Linked DNA regions of Macaca mulatta: region 2 is linked to region 1. Evidence: chromatin contacts called from public Hi-C data. All regions are on one chromosome and are shown on one strand. Each heading gives the region's core, a stretch centred on a gene start, on an enhancer-like site or on the middle of the called end of the contact. The rest is flanking DNA. Distances are from core to core; before and after follow the strand shown. Region 1 holds the start of ZRANB1 (zinc finger RANBP2-type containing 1). Region 2 holds the start of EDRF1 (erythroid differentiation regulatory factor 1).

Region 1 (7,607 bases), core at 2,742-5,241:
CTCCACAGATAGATACTGGGTATAGAATTATACCCATTTGGCAGAGGTCTTAAAACACTAATTGGGAAGCAAAATAGAAACATACTGAAATCAAGGCTAGCATATTCTAAGGAAAGAAAGTCTCACACAAGAGAAGACTGAATAGAGCCCTTGGGGTTAAAGTAGTCAAAAAAGACTTCTCTAGAGACAGGACCTCTTTTGGCCCAGAACACAGTCTCCATGAATACAAGCAGAGAGGATTTCAAACAGAAAGAATAGCATAAAGAAAGGCCAAGAGGAAGGACTTCATAGGAACAACAAGCAAGTTAGTGTGGCTAGAGTTAGGGATTCTCAAAGAAATTAGAGTTAGGACTAAAGAATGGATCAGTGCCAGACTACAGAGAAACTTGACCACCACACCAAGAAGTTTGAACTTTATTTTGCCTGTATAAAGGAGTTTTCTGTAAGTCCTTATGTTGTGATGTGAGGGGTAAGAGTGTTGAAATGTGCAAGCATTTACCCGAAGCATAAATGGAGCACAAATATTCCAAATCAAATACCAAATCAATGAGAGGATAAGTATACAAAGCCCAGATACAAGAGAATATTATTGGAAAGGAAGAGGCAAGCAGCAATGCCCAAATAATAAAACTGAACCAAATCAGGCCAGGCACTGTGGCTCACGCCTGTAATCCCAGTACTCTGGGAGGCCCAGGCAGGTAGATGATCATTTGAGGTCAGGAGCTCAAGACCAGCCTGGCCAACATGGTGAAACCCCATCTCTACTAAAAACACAAAAATTAGCCGGGCGTGTTGGCACGCGCCTGTAATTCCAGCAGCTACTCGGGAGACTGAGGCAAAAGAATCGCTTGAACCCGGGAGGGGGAGGTTGCAGTGAGCCAAGATCACGCCACGGCACTCCAGCCTGGGCAACAGAGTGATGAGACTAGGTCTCAAAAACAAAAAAAAAGGCAGGGGGTGCTGGCCGCAGCGGCTCACACCTGTAATCCCAGCACTTTGGGAGGCCGAGGAGGGCAGATCACGAGGTCAGGAGGATAGAGACCATCCTGGCTAACACGGTGAAACCCCGTGACATTAAAAATACAAAAACTTAGCCGGGCGTGGTGGCAGGCGCCTGTAGTCCCAGCTACTCAGGAGGCTGAGGCAGGAGAATGGCGTGAACACGGGAGGCGGAGCTTGCAGTAAACCAAGATCGCACCACTGAACTTCAGCCTGGGCGACAGAGCGAGACTGCGTCTCAAGAAAAAAAAGGAGGAGGAGGAGGGAAAAAAAAAAAACCTGAACCAAATTAATAGTGGTCTACTTTTGTTTTGTGTTGTTTTCAAATGCAGTCCCGCTCAGTCACCCAGGCTGGAGTGCAGTGGCTCGATTTCGGCTCACAGCAACCTCCGCCTCCGCGGTTCAAGGGATTCTCTTGCCTCAGCCTTCCGAGTAGCTGGGATTACAGGCACACGATACCATGCGCAGCTAATTTTTTTATATTTTTAGTAGAGACGGGGTTTCACCATGTTGCCCAGGCTAGTATCGAACTCCTGACCTCAGGCGATCCGCCCGCCTCAGCCTCCCAAAGTGCTGAGATTATAGGCAAGAGCCACCGGCCAGGTCAGTGGTCTACTTCTGTAATTCACATTTAAAGTTTACATTTATTATAAAGCACATGAACAAGCTCTCACTGTATCAATTACACATATGAAGCAATTTCCCTCAAATATTGTACAAATGGATCATGAGTTCCAAAACTATGTTAATCCTCAGACTTTAAATGTGACATGCCATAACCCCTATCAGCGTACAGACATGGATCAAGGCCACGAGCTTAAAATATATTACTATGAATGAGTTCATCATACCCAAGCACATTTCAAGAGTAAATAAATGGGTGTCCCAATGCTCTGAGGCATTAATAAAAGGCGCTAAAACAGCAACAGAAATAAAATCCTTCATGACATTCAAATAACATCCTCCTCAAAAGAGCAAAATGTGTCATTACTGTCCTACTATCTCGTAAACCCCCAACAGCCCAATAAAAACAATGTTATGAAATTTTAGTATAAAGAGCCTGCCTACCTTTAGAGCCAAAAGTCAAGAGGATTCTAAATTTTTTTAGAATTACTTCATTTAACTCAAAATAATAACAAGGAGACAAAATCCAGCTTTATTTCTCCCATAGTTCAGATGACTTTCCCAAGAGCCTTGGCACAAGGCGAGATCAAAATTCCTTATGGTTTCCCCTGGTTTATGTTTTGTACACTGAGTCATCCATGTTTGATCAAAACAGGGGTACTGCTGGATACTGCACAAGTGATGTTAACTAAAACACACAGGTAAAGAAATCACTCTTTACAGAATAGGTCCCAGTTAAAGATTTCTCTCAGGCCAAGCGCGGTGGCTCACGCCTAAATCCAGCACTTTGGGAGGCCGAGAGACGGGCGGATCACCTGAGGTCGGGAGTTCGAGACCAGCCTGACCAACATGGAGAAACCCCCATCTCTACTAACAATACAAAATTAGCCGGGCGTGGTGGCGCATTCCTGTAGTCCCAACTACTCAGAAGGCTGAGGCAGGAAAATCGCTTGAACCTAGGAGGTGGAGGTTGCAGTGAGCCGAGATAGCGCCACTGCACTCCAGCTTGGGCAACAAGCGCGAAACTCCGTCTCAAAAAAAAAAAAACTCGAATTGTGTTCCTAAAACGGTATTTTTGCATATTAGATTTATTAACATCATCATAAACACGGTGAAACCAAAATACTGGTAAAATGGGGCGGCGCTTAAATCGACAGTCTACGGAGTTATAGAAAAGGGTAATCAACTGACGGAAATACACAATTCTCAGCAAGAGAGTTTCAAAACACCAGTGTACCTCAAAGATAATGGGCCGGTTCAAACTTCCAGGCTTAACCTAAACTGCCTGTTCCCTGCGCTTAATGCCAGCATTCACTACAGTTCTTTTGTCTGTGAAATGACCCGCACCAAACCACAGCAGAGAAGAAACAGATCCTTGCACTGAACACTCGTTACTTAGAACAGAAGGGGTAGACGAATCTTTCCACTAGCTCCAGCTCCTCCTCCCCACCCGCCTCGTCGTCCCCCACCTTTATTTTCCTAGAAATGGCAACTGGAGGCCACCGCAGGAGGTGGAAAGCAAGTGGCCGAGGGACTGAAACACAAGTTTGGAGACCAGAACCAACTTGTGGCGATGGACCCAAGTGTTTACGGCCTATTGCGGAATGGGACCGAAACCCCACTAGCTAACCCGTCTCCGGCAGGAAAAGAAGTTGTGGGGAAATCTGGCGGAAGAGCGGCGGCGGGACCCGCACGGCGTCCAGCCGCGGCCGGCCGGCGGTCGGTAAACAAGCTGGGCGGACCCGCCCTCCCACAGCCCCTGGGCCGTCCCCGCACCCGGAGCGCCTAAGATGGAAGGGCCGACAGCGGCGGCCCGGGCCCCTGCCCTCCCCGCGCCTGCGACGCGGCCGCCCCCGGGGTGCCGGGCGGGCGGGCAGCCCGGGAGGCCCAGCAACCTGGGCGCCGCCTGGAAGCGAGGGACCCGGCAGGCCGCGGTGGGGCGCCCCCCAGGGCCCGGTTACCTGGCGGCGGCGGCTCCCCCTCCAGCTCCTGCTCCTCCTCCCCGTCCGACGGGCGCTTGGCGGCGGCGGCGGCGGCGGCGGCGGCGGCGACTCCCCGCGCAGCCCGCGGCGACGAGTCGAGCCCGTCCCCTCTCCGCCTCCCTCCGCGCCGCCGCCCGCCCCGCTGCTGCCGCCTCCGCCTTCTCCCCTCAGTCAGGACATGGTCTCCGCGGGTCCGCGCGCGGCTCCTGGCTGCCGGAGGCCGGGGTAGAGGGGCGGAGAGGAGGCGCGGAGGCTGGGGAGCCCCGGGGGGCGGGGGCAGTGAGGTGTGGGAGGCGGCCGCGGGGCTGCGGACCCCTAATGGCGGCAGCCGAGGGACCCGGAGCCAAATAAACCCCGCGGCGAGCGGCACAACGTCAAGGCCGGACCCAGACGCTCGCCGCCCTGTCATTGGCCCCGAGGCCGCCGGCGGCGCAGCCAATGAGCGGCCGCCTCATTCCGGGCTCAGGGGGCGGGTCGAAAGAGGGTGACGTCAGCCGGAGTGCGGCCTCGATTGTGAGTCGGTGGCGCGCGTTGGCCCCGCGCTGGTTCCCTTCCGCGGACCGCTGTGGGCCTGAGGGTGCCGGACCGCCGTGGGGTGCGTGGCGCTCGGGGGCGCGGGCTGACGGCGGCCCGGAGGGCGTCCTCGTCAGTGTCTGGAGGCGCGCTTTGCCTCGTCTCTGCGACACATGCGCCGGAGTTTTAAGTTAACCCCCAGGTCTCACGTAGCCTAAGCGATCTACGTATAACCCAAATGCTGCTTTACTTTTTCTTAAGGACTTTGAAGCTCTTCATAAAACACCAGGGAAGACAAAGCTCTAGGTGCTTTGTGATGGTTTGATTTTTTAAATTTATGTTTTGCAGTGTCCGATTTTTACCCCTGCCTTTGCTGGGGCTATCCGTGTATATGGATGTATGTGTATATTTCTCGTTGCTCTGTGCATGGTACATGTGTGCGTACGTAGATAGACACGCCATGAAAAGTAATGGAGACCTTGCGTCTTGCTCTCCTCCACGACTTACTGGCGCTAGTCTTGGGAAAATCCAACCTTCTTATGGATACCTTTTCTGTAAATTAGAAATAAACCTTTCCTAATAAGCCTTATTTCTGTAAATAAGCCTTACCTATCTTCAGGCCGAGGATAAATTACAGCTATGGAAAAAATACTGCTTAGGAGAATCCCCTGGGACCAAGTTCTAAACAGATATGTGTATTTCTTTCTTTTTGTACTGTAAAAATAACCAAATAGCCAAAATAAGCCAGCCATTTGTTAAAACCCCATGAGTATGGGAAATTTTTCTAGCAAGAGATCTTTGTTTTTTCCCAGTGGGACTTTACCTTGTAGTTTTCATACTTAAAATTTTGTGAGGAGAAGATAGAATTTGAAAGATCAGCCGGGCGCGGTGGCTCAAGCCTGTAATCCCAGCACTTTGGGAGGCCGAGACGGGCGGATCGCGAGGTCAGGAGATCGAGACCATCCTGGCTAACACCGTGAAACCCCGTCTCTACTAAAAAATACAAAAAACTAGCCGGGCGAGGTGGCGGGCGCCTGTAGTCCCATCTGCTCGGGAGGCTGAGGCAGGAGAATGGCGTGAACCCGGGAGGCGGAGCTTGCAGTGAGCTTGAGATCTGGCCACTGCACTCCAGCCCGGGCGACAGAGCGAGACTCCGTCTCAAAAAAAAAAAAAAAAAAAAAAAAGAATTTGAAAGATCATAAAAGACAGCAACTCTTTAAAAGCTGTAAATTTAAAAGTTATCTATTAGAGAAAAAACCTATACTACTACCAAAGGGCATTTAACAGTTGGATACCTCAGGTTCAACAGGAGGACCATAATTCAGAGTTTAATCAGATTTTTAAAATTTTAATGGGACTTCATTTATTAAAACTGTTCATGGTGTTCTAGCTTTCTCTTTGCATAAATATGGTCAGGAATGTGTGTATAGCTTCACTATGGCCAGCAAAGAATAATGCTGTATCTTATAGATTCCCCTCTCCAGCAACATATTTTATTGGCATATTTTATTCTCATAGCCATTCCTATAGTGTAGATATTTTCGACAATCCTCGTCTGCCCAGAGCAACATTATTTATTCAATAAATTGAGTTTAAACTGCAAGTCTTTTGCCTGCAAAACTTAACATTCTCATATATATTTATATATATGAGCTGTATTTATAATTAATGTATAATTAACACAATTGTAGATCAGATCAAACACCATGTTACTATGTTAAGAACAATAGTTAGGCCAACATTTCAACTTTGAAAATATTTTCTTTAAGAGGTCCTGAATTCCTCCAGCTTCCCCTTCCTGAATTCAGACTGCAGAACCTCTCAGTTACAAGCTACCAGGAATCACAGAATTAGGTGTTTTTGTTTTGCTTGAGTTGTAGTTTATTTTGGTAAGGAAATGGGATATCACTAGGATAAAGTTTATTAACTCCTTCCTCAATTGAGTAAATAGTGAATATCACGTACCTATGAATAAGAAGCCCACAAAGATAAGACACATCTTAGTGAGGAAACTACAGCATAGAGAAAAAAAGAGTAAGATAGAAATAACCATAATTATGGCCAGGCGCAGTGGCTCACCCTTGTAATCCCAGGACTTTGGGAGGCCGAGGCGGGTGGATCACCTGAAGTCAGGAGTTCGAGACCAGCCTGACCAACATGGTGAAATCCCGTCTCTACTAAATACAAAACATTAGCCAGGCGTCGTGGTGCGTGCCTGTAATCCCAACTAGTTGGGAAGCTGAGGCAAGAGAATCTCTTGAACTCCAGAGGCGGAGGTTGCAGTGAGCTGAGATTGTGTCATTGCACTCCAGCCTGAGCAACAATAGCAAAACTCTGTCTCAAAAAAAAAAAAGAAAGAAAGACCTGTAATTATAGGTCAGGCGCAGTGGCTCATGCCTGTTATCCCAGCAATTTGGGAGGCCGAGGCAGGCAGATCACCTGAGGTCGGGAGTTTGAGACCAGCATGGCCGACATGGTGAAACCTCGTCCCTACTAAAAATACAAAAATTAGCCGGACGTGGTGTCACCTGCCTTTAACCCCAGCTATGCGGGATGCTGAGGCACGAGAATCATTTGAACCCAGGAGGTGGAGGTTGCAGTGAGCCGTGACTATGCCATTGCACTCCAGCCTGGGCAACAGAGTGAGACTCTATCTAAAAAAACAAATGAACAAACAAAATATATAGAGAGAGAGAGAAAAAGAGAGAGACAGATGTCCTATCGAAACAATCCCTAAGAGAGGGGCCTGGGCTTGGATATGTTTTATGTTTTTTGTTTTTTGTTTTTGAGATGGAGTCTTGCTGTGTCCCCCAGGCTGGAGTGCAGTGGCGCGAACTCGGCTCACTGCAAGCTCCGCCTCCCACGTTCATGCCATTCTTCTGTCTCAACCTCCCGAGTAGCTGGGACTACAGGCACCCACCACTACGCCCGGCATTTTTTTTTTTTTTTTTTTTTTTTTTTTTTGTATTTTTTGGTAGACGGGGTTTCACTGTGTTAACCAGGATGGTCTTGATCTCCTGACCTCATGATCCACCCGCCTCAGCCTCCCAAAGTGCTGGGATTACCAGCGTGAGCCACTGCGCCCAACCTATGGATATGTTTTAAACCCACTCCCCAGGTAACTGAAACGTGCAGCCAGTATTGAGAACTACTGACAAAACAGCCCTCAAACCCCGAAAGCTTGCAGATGTGGAAATTAATGCCTAAAGATGTTAAGTGTCTTAACAAGAGCTAGACAAATTAACTCTGCAATTCGAACAGGAACACGTAACTCTTTTTCAAATGTTTTTTTATTTTTTTATTTTTGTAAAGACAAGATCTCACTCTGTCACCCAGGCTGGAGTGCAGTGGTGCAATCATAGCACACTGCTGCCTCAAACCCCCGCGGCCCAAGTGATCCTCCCACCCTGGCTTTCCCAGTAGCTAGGACTACAGACATGCTCCACCATACCCGGCTAATTTTTAAACTCTTAGTGGAGACAAAGTCTG
Region 2 (7,673 bases), core at 2,465-4,964, 790 kb before region 1:
AACATATACAGAATAATCCCAAACACTATAATCAGTTTCAATTACTATCATTAAAATATAACCATCAGTATTATTACCACTGCCAGTGTTTGGGGATTATTCCTTCCTCTTTAAATAAAAATGTGGTAAACAATGATACTTTAATAACAAAAAAGATATTCAATAATCAGATAAGTTTTGTCTTATTTCATCACTAATTTCTCAAGACTTGCAAATTTATATCATGCAAAACACAGCATGGTATAAAACACCTATCACAAAACACCCCCAAAATTACACTTACTTCAGAGTCAGAGACAACATCCACATCATTTCCCACTGAATCAATAAAGTCGTATGCCATGCCAAAGCTACCAAAGAGATAAAAGGACACCGGTTATAAGGTCATGCTCATAATCATGCAAGTAGAATTTAATAACAATACTTCATTGCTTCTAGGATACACATTTTCCACATTTTAACAACTCTGAAACCAGGATGCGTATCACCATCACAGCTGGCAAGTTTTTTCTTCTTAGTGGCACTAAAATCATGCTGTGTCTGAGAGTCAATGGCATCTTAGATTTGATAAGACATGGTAATAATCATTAGAAGCATCCAGTAGGAAATATTTCAAATAAAAACAATTATTTTATTTTTGTAATCACAAAACCCAAAGTCTCCAAGGGAAAATAGTTCAAAACTTTATTCTTTTTAGGTGGAGAGATAAGAAAAACAGAAACATGTACTAGGATTTTACTTTCTGAGATTGTGTTTCTAGTGATATACAATACCTCTTTTAAAAAATATACATGAAAAAAATGCACCTGACACCAATTCAGCCACAAAAGGAAATGGAAAAAAACTGTTAATTGAGCAGCCAACTGATGCCACGTACCACCTGAGGCACATCTATAGTCTATAAGCCTGAAAGGTACCCAACATCGCCATGTTCCAATTACTAAAAGGCAGAGTCAGGACACTTACCAAGGACTGCCTAATGGCAAAGCATGCTTTGTGATTTACTGTATGCTTGAGTCAAATTATTTCACCCTTCTCAGCTTCCGTTTTCTCAGATGCAAAATAATTAACAGTGCCTATCTCAAAGAGTTGTTGTGAGAATTAAATAAGCATATAAAATACTTGGCACGGCATTTGTATAGAGTTAATATAATTATTCAAATTTCCTCGCAACATTTAATTATGTTGACAAATCATAATTAAGCCATTCTTTTAAAAAATGATATCTGGGATATTCCCAACTTTTTGCTCCTATAAATGATGCTACACACAAACGTATTTTTGCAAATATAACTTTTATTTTCTGAGGCTTTAGGATAATTTCCAAACTACCAGCTCATAAAGTATTAGTGTATTTGTGCCCCTTGCTACAAGTTACATGGAAATATTTTAGATTGAGTGGCTGAGAAGGGGGAAGAAGAAAAGAGAACCCCACACATTAAATGGCCTACAATATGGACATTAGTACATTTTTCTCTATAGGACCTCAGGCTACTCTCTCAACTTTAAATACCATCAGCAGAATTTCTGGTGCCAAAGTTAAGGTGTAGGTCACCCAACATGCTGGGTTTTTAAATCTGGCTTTTCCAGATCAACCTGCCACCATTTAATGAAAAACTCCACAGGAAAGATGAAGTAATGTTCAAGGTCTTCCTCCTCATGCACCAAGCTGATCCTTTATATTCATATATTCAAAAGGTATGCAAATTGGCTAAAATAAAAGGGCTGATTGAACTTTGGCGGTCAAAACTCATCTTTGCTAATAACGTGATGCAGACTTGAAAGAAGCATATGCAATTGATATTGTATGTACATCTTCATATTGTAACATCATCTATTATCAGAATAAAAAGCCTTTGAAAATCAAATGTGATCTTTCTCTAAAGAGAAATCTCGACAAGTTAATGGGCATTACAAACTGAATTTAAAAGCAAATAAGAGTTTTAAGTGAGGGTGGAGGGGCAGGTAAAAATGCCACTGATTAATATTTACCTTGAAAATGGCTTGCTTTTCTTGCTGTTGCCAAGAATGGTAGTTCCTGCCGGCCCTAGTTTGGCACTCTCTCGTAACCAGTTGGCAGGTGGGAGTTTCAAGTCTGTTTTCTCTTCAAGGCGTGCAAATGCTGTTCGAGGAGGGGCAGAAGAGTATTTCACCACAGCTCGGCTCTTCACTTCATTGCCTCCAAGAAATAAAGCTGATCCCTAATTAACACATTGGGTGAAACTTTAATGAAAATTACTAGGAACGAAAAATCTCACCTTCATAAAAAAGAAAACAAGGACCTGTCACACCAGGCTTCACAAGGAACGGATGCCACATGTTACTAACAGCACTTAATAAATTTGAGCATAAACGCTAACATTTATTTAGTTCTTTTACACCAACTTCAAAGAAAAAAGATGAGTCAAGGAGTATGATGGTCATGGTTATCAGCTAGAAAATGGACCACCTACTCTACCTTTTAAAATTTATTCATATAATGTGGAGAAGCAGAAACCAAGGAGACTCAATGGTAACATGTTAACTAAATGCAAACTTCAATAAAGTCTATTTTCAGTATCGAAGATGTATTTTAATTCTTTTTTTTTTTTTTTAATTTTTGAGAAGTAGTCTCGCTTTGTTGCCCAGGCTGGAGTGCAGCGGAGCAATCATGGCTCACTGCAACCTGGGCAACCTGGGCTTAAGCCATTCTCCTGCCTCAGCGTCCCTAGTAGCTGGAATTACAAGCTTGCACTACCACGCCCGGCTAATTTTTGTATTTTTAGTAGAGACGGGGTTTTGCCATGTTGGCCAGGCTGGTCTCCAACTCCCCGACCTCAGGTGATCCACCCACCTCGGCCTTCCAAAGTGCTGAGATTACAGGCGTGAGCCACCGCGCCGGACCAAAGATGTATTTTAATTTTAATAACACATCATTCATAAAGTAGTGTGGTAGAATATTTGGGCCTTTTTTTGTTTTAATGCAAATATTTAGTAATTGATGCATCGGTTCATGCATGTATGCATGGTTCAAATAGTCTTGAGTCTCTAACTTCATAGCAAGGCATGGGGGGTTCGTTCCTCACAACCTGCACCTGCACACTCCCAAAGCAAGTTCAGTGTCTGGGTTCAATATTCTAACCTTTCACGCAGTCCCTTTTCTGCCTGGCAAACATTTTACACCTTTTGTGAATTAGTTCGGTCTCATTCTCGGCGAGTCACTGCCTGGCACCGTTTCTTCCCTCCTGCTTTGCACGACTGTGCCACGTTTTGGAACGACATATTTACAAGAACCCTCCTTGAGAGCAGAGATCGTATCTAACTCACCTGTCGGCTACCAGGACTGCTTTTAATACGAATACCTGCCGAAAGGAACACGGACTTCCACTCCCTGTTTTGGGGGTGTCAGGGAAACATGGAGAAGCCTCCAGAATCTGCCGGGAACCGTGGCATCCCTCCCCGGTGGAGCGGATCCTCGGCTCCCGCATCCCTGGCAGGTGCCACTCCTCGGAGGACTCACCTGTGCAGAAGGTTCCTCGGATTCTCCCTGGGACAGGAGGCTGAGTCCTCCTCGAGAGGCGGCCCCCGCCGGCGGACCCTCTGCTCCGGCCTCCTTGGGATCCCCCATCACTTCGATCCAAGTCAGGCGAGACGAAGGGGGAGCGGAGCAGCGGCAACAGCCACCCGGGCCCAAAACAGGGCAAGCGCCAGACACACTCCGCGGACCGCACTTCCGGTCTCTGCCAGGAAGAAGTAGCTGTGACTCCACATTAAATCTCGCGATCTTTGTCCCATAGGCCCGGCCCCGCCTCCCGCTGCGGGTCCCACCTTCGCGGCCAGGGCGGGAATTGTAGTGCGCCTGCGCTTGTCCGAACCTCTTCGGGAGACTGCTTCTCGCGGTATCTGACTCCTAGGTTCCGCCCCCTGCACGCCGCTCGCGGGATCTGACGCTCAGGCTCCGCCCCCTGCACGTCTTTGTTGGCAAACAGTTCTGGGGGTGGTGCGCGCTTGCAGGTAATCTGCGCGTGGGAGGGGACGTGCAGCCCACTGCGCTACCGTTGGCTCCGGTTACGTGAATTAGTGAGGGCTTCGCACTTCTTCCCCAGGCTTCAGTGTCACCTCTTTTCACACGGGCACCCCGAGGGCCCGGACTGGAAAAGCGAGCCTGCCATCTCAAGACTGGGCGCCCCTGCCCGCCTCTTAGTGCCCGTGTGGCTCCATCCTGGGTGTGGGAGCGGCGGGGCTTCCGGGGAGGACGCTGGGACGCGCGGACGAGGCTCCCGGTTTAGGGAATGGGTGGCTTTCGGAGGCTCCTGGGGGCCCGGCATGCCCGCTGCTTGCGGGGCGTCCCAGGCTGTGCAGGATCCCTGAGACGCTGCACCTGGGGCCTCATAACGCGTATGTTTTCATTCGGGCGCTCTGGGTGGGCCTGAGACTTGGCGTTTCTCACAGGTTACCAGGAGGTTCCTTGGAGTAGCCAGGAGGTGGAGAAATAGCCCGGGCCGTTTGCAAGCTTTGAAGGTCCAGGCTCTCTTACTTTCCCACTCTTCAATGTCATCTCAAACTGTCAAACGCAGCCACATCCATCATACATGTTTTGTAGTAAAAGTGTTTTGTTGTGCCGTAGGATGCAGAAAGTGTTTTTAAAAATTAACTTGGTTCCTGCAGTTTGGCTATCTCAATTTGTAATTCACATTTGGCTGTGATAACTCACTGTCCTGTCCGTTTTCAGGAATGCTCCTGATGAGCAAGCATTCAACTCACAAATTGCTTTCAAATGTAACAAAACAATTTTATGAATTAAATGTAACAAGCCAGGCGCGGTGACTCACGGCTGTAATCCCTGCACTTTGGGAGGCCGAGGTGGGCAGATCACCCGAGGTCAGATCGAGACCGCCTGACCAACAGGGTGAAAACCCATCTCTACTAAAAATACAAAAATTAGCCAGGTGTGGTGGTGGGCGCCTGTAATCCCAGCTACTAGGGAGGCTGAGGCAGGGAGGCTTGAACCCAGGAGGCGGAGCTTGCAGTGAGCTGAGATTGCACCACTGCACTCCAGCCTGGGCGACACAGCAAGACTCCGTCTCAAAAAAAAAGCCAATGTGCAATATGATCTTAATTTTAAAAAGTCTCCATTTCTGTGTCTGTGTCCACAAAAACAGATCTGAGTCGTGAAATGAAGTGATTTAAATTTATTCTTTAATATTTTCTTTTCCTATTTTTATTTGTGATTATTATAATATGTAATTTTGTTAAGCTTTTACACACATACATAATTCAGCTTGTGGTAATCTTTAAATTCTGTTGTTTTATTGTGTAATTCTATCTTTGTAAGAAAGAAATAGCAGTGATTCTTTTCTCAGGATTCAAATATTTTGCATGCTTCTTGAGAAGTGAGTGCCTAGACACGTGTTGATGATGCTTAGTGGGAAAACGTGCTGAAATAGCCCGTGAAAAGACAAAGTATGAAACAGAACCAGGAACTCAGCACAGAAAAAGAGGTTGGCAGCACACAGAGGATAATGGGAGCTCTAAGGGTGACCAGGGACCCTTGGGACTGACTGTGGAGGAAAACCTGAGTCAGGGCTGGGTCTCCAGCAGCCACACACAGGACCAGGATTACAGTACTGTAATTTAGTTCGTAAAGGAGCAAGATTGCTGGGGGCTGGAGCAATTGGGCACATCTGGGTTACATAAAATTTATATATGCCTCTTGCTCTAAGAGCTTATTAATTTTTTCTTTTTCCCTAGTCAAACACTTTTACATGCTGCTGGAGCTCATAGTGGTCAGGAAAATTTTTTAAAATAGGTGAGAAACCCACTTTTACATGGTGTAGTGTTTTTTAAAAAGTTATTGTCACTTTTTAATATAGGAGGTTGGAATATTTTGTGGGAAAACATGGAGGATAAGTCATTACTCTTAGAATTTCAAGTTTTCAGACACTAATTGATTTTCATTTTTATATTGTACCAGTGTCTGCCTGTTTCCTCCATCCCTGTCCTCCTGCCCCAGGGCCCCACTTGGGATGTACCCCGTCAACCGTGGCCTGCTCTGCCTTGTCTGTGTAGTTATCCTGGCTCTTGCAACTACCCATGGCTCTCACGTGTTTACCTGCCTCTTCAGTGCCTGATGCTCTAGCTACTAAGAGTGTCTGTTGAATGAATGAGCAGTGTGCTTGTTTGCTGCTCCAGCTACTTGTTCCATAGCTCCACGTTTGCTGGTGCTTTCCTCTGCCTAAAATACCTTTTCCTTCCTCACCTGGCTTCTCTCCTGACACCTCCACCTCCTTACCCCTCAGGGTTCCTTCCTTTGTTCCAGTCGCTTGTATTGCTTTATCCTGCACTTGTCACATTATAGAAAAATTACCTGTTTGTATCTGCCTCCCTTCCCGACTGTGAGCTCCTCAAAGGCTGGAGTCCCGTCTGATCACTGACACCAGGCACAGCACAAGCCGACAGAACTGTTTCAGCCCTTAGGCAACGGAGGGAAAATGACTGGGGCTGACAGGCTTTTAAAATGCTCATCAAAATGTTTGAGACATAAAAACAATATTGTTGGCTCCAAAATATTTTTTTTTAATCTGCAAAATCAAAGCTAAAAATGTTTAATGAAGTAGCTCTGAAATACTGCAATGTCAATGTCATTAATTATTAAAGGTCGTATTGACATACAGTTTGTTCCATTCTAAAACAGTTTGTAGATAGACTTTCTCAGTTAGCAAAAATCCTCCCAGCAGGCAATGATTTCTGAGAAAAATCCCAGTCATTTGTAAATTCAGGTAGTTATTTGTATAGTTTCCAAAACGTTATAGCAAGACAATTTTAAGTTAGGCAAATGTGGTTGGGGCTCCTGCCAGAAGAACAAGTGGCCAGGATGCTCACGGTTCTTATCTAGCCTCACGGGCAGAGCATGCCAAACTTGAAAACCTCTCAACTCAGGGACCATTTGGGGAATATGCTTTTCAGTTTGCCATGGGCACTTCCACAACCTAATGTCTTACCCGTCACCAGCCTCATTTGTTTACTTTCTGGATCTTAGAAAGTTTTGAATTTCTGGCTCCTGATCCTAGACTTTTAGAGCTGAAAGAGATTTGAGGTCATCTGAGCCAATCTCTTGCCTCTTTAGATGAGAGCAATGCAGTCCAGAAAGGAGAATAGGATCGACTTGTTGAACATCATACAAAGGTAGTTGCAAAGTTAGGACTAGTACCCAGGTCTCCTACCTTAGCTTTCTAAAAAGTCAAATAGTAGACATAGGCCAGTGGATTTGAAGTTGTCTCATAATCACCTGAGGAACTTGTTAAGCAAACAGATCCTCCAGCCACCTCCAGAATCTAGTATCTCTGGGGTAGTGCTGATTAGTGTACATTTTTACTGCAATTGTTAAGTTTCTGACAACCTTGCCCTGTAGATTATACCTTTGGATAGTGGTCTCCAAAGACAATCCCCTGGGGTGCAGGAAGACTGTTTTTTTTTTTTTTAATCTGACAAGTAAAGGCAAAATTAAGCTTTACTAATATGTAATTTATGGATTGACACAGGTGCCCTTCCTTGGGCCATGGTGAGCTGGTCACATAAGATTGGGTTATACTGACAAACCCAATGATCCCCAAGTGTCAGTGGCTTACAGCTGGGTTAGCCAGGTCAGTGGCTTACAGCTGGGTTAACCAGGTCAGTGGCTTACAGCTGGGTTA

What was found. Hi-C and Micro-C count contacts between places; a contact is called where the count stands out from the background.
Region 2: a contact with region 1 is called in a Hi-C map of liver, with 6 times the contacts expected there. The contact joins the promoter of EDRF1 here to the promoter of ZRANB1 in region 1. A contact is called at or near these places in 2 of 14 Hi-C or Micro-C datasets (fetal cortex germinal zone and liver).

Annotation. Positions count from the first base shown.
Region 1 is chr9:136,974,392-136,981,998 of T2T-MMU8v2.0, reverse strand. ZRANB1 (zinc finger RANBP2-type containing 1) reads right to left here and starts at 3,991. Exons shown (of 10, transcript XM_015148412.3): 1 at 3,585-3,991.
Region 2 is chr9:137,765,033-137,772,705 of T2T-MMU8v2.0, reverse strand. EDRF1 (erythroid differentiation regulatory factor 1) reads right to left here and starts at 3,714. Exons shown (of 24, transcript XM_015148437.3): 1 at 3,500-3,714; 2 at 1,993-2,201; 3 at 284-350. The coding sequence starts at 3,607. LOC144331367 (a long non-coding RNA gene) reads left to right here and starts at 3,875. Exons shown (of 3, transcript XR_013398452.1): 1 at 3,875-3,993.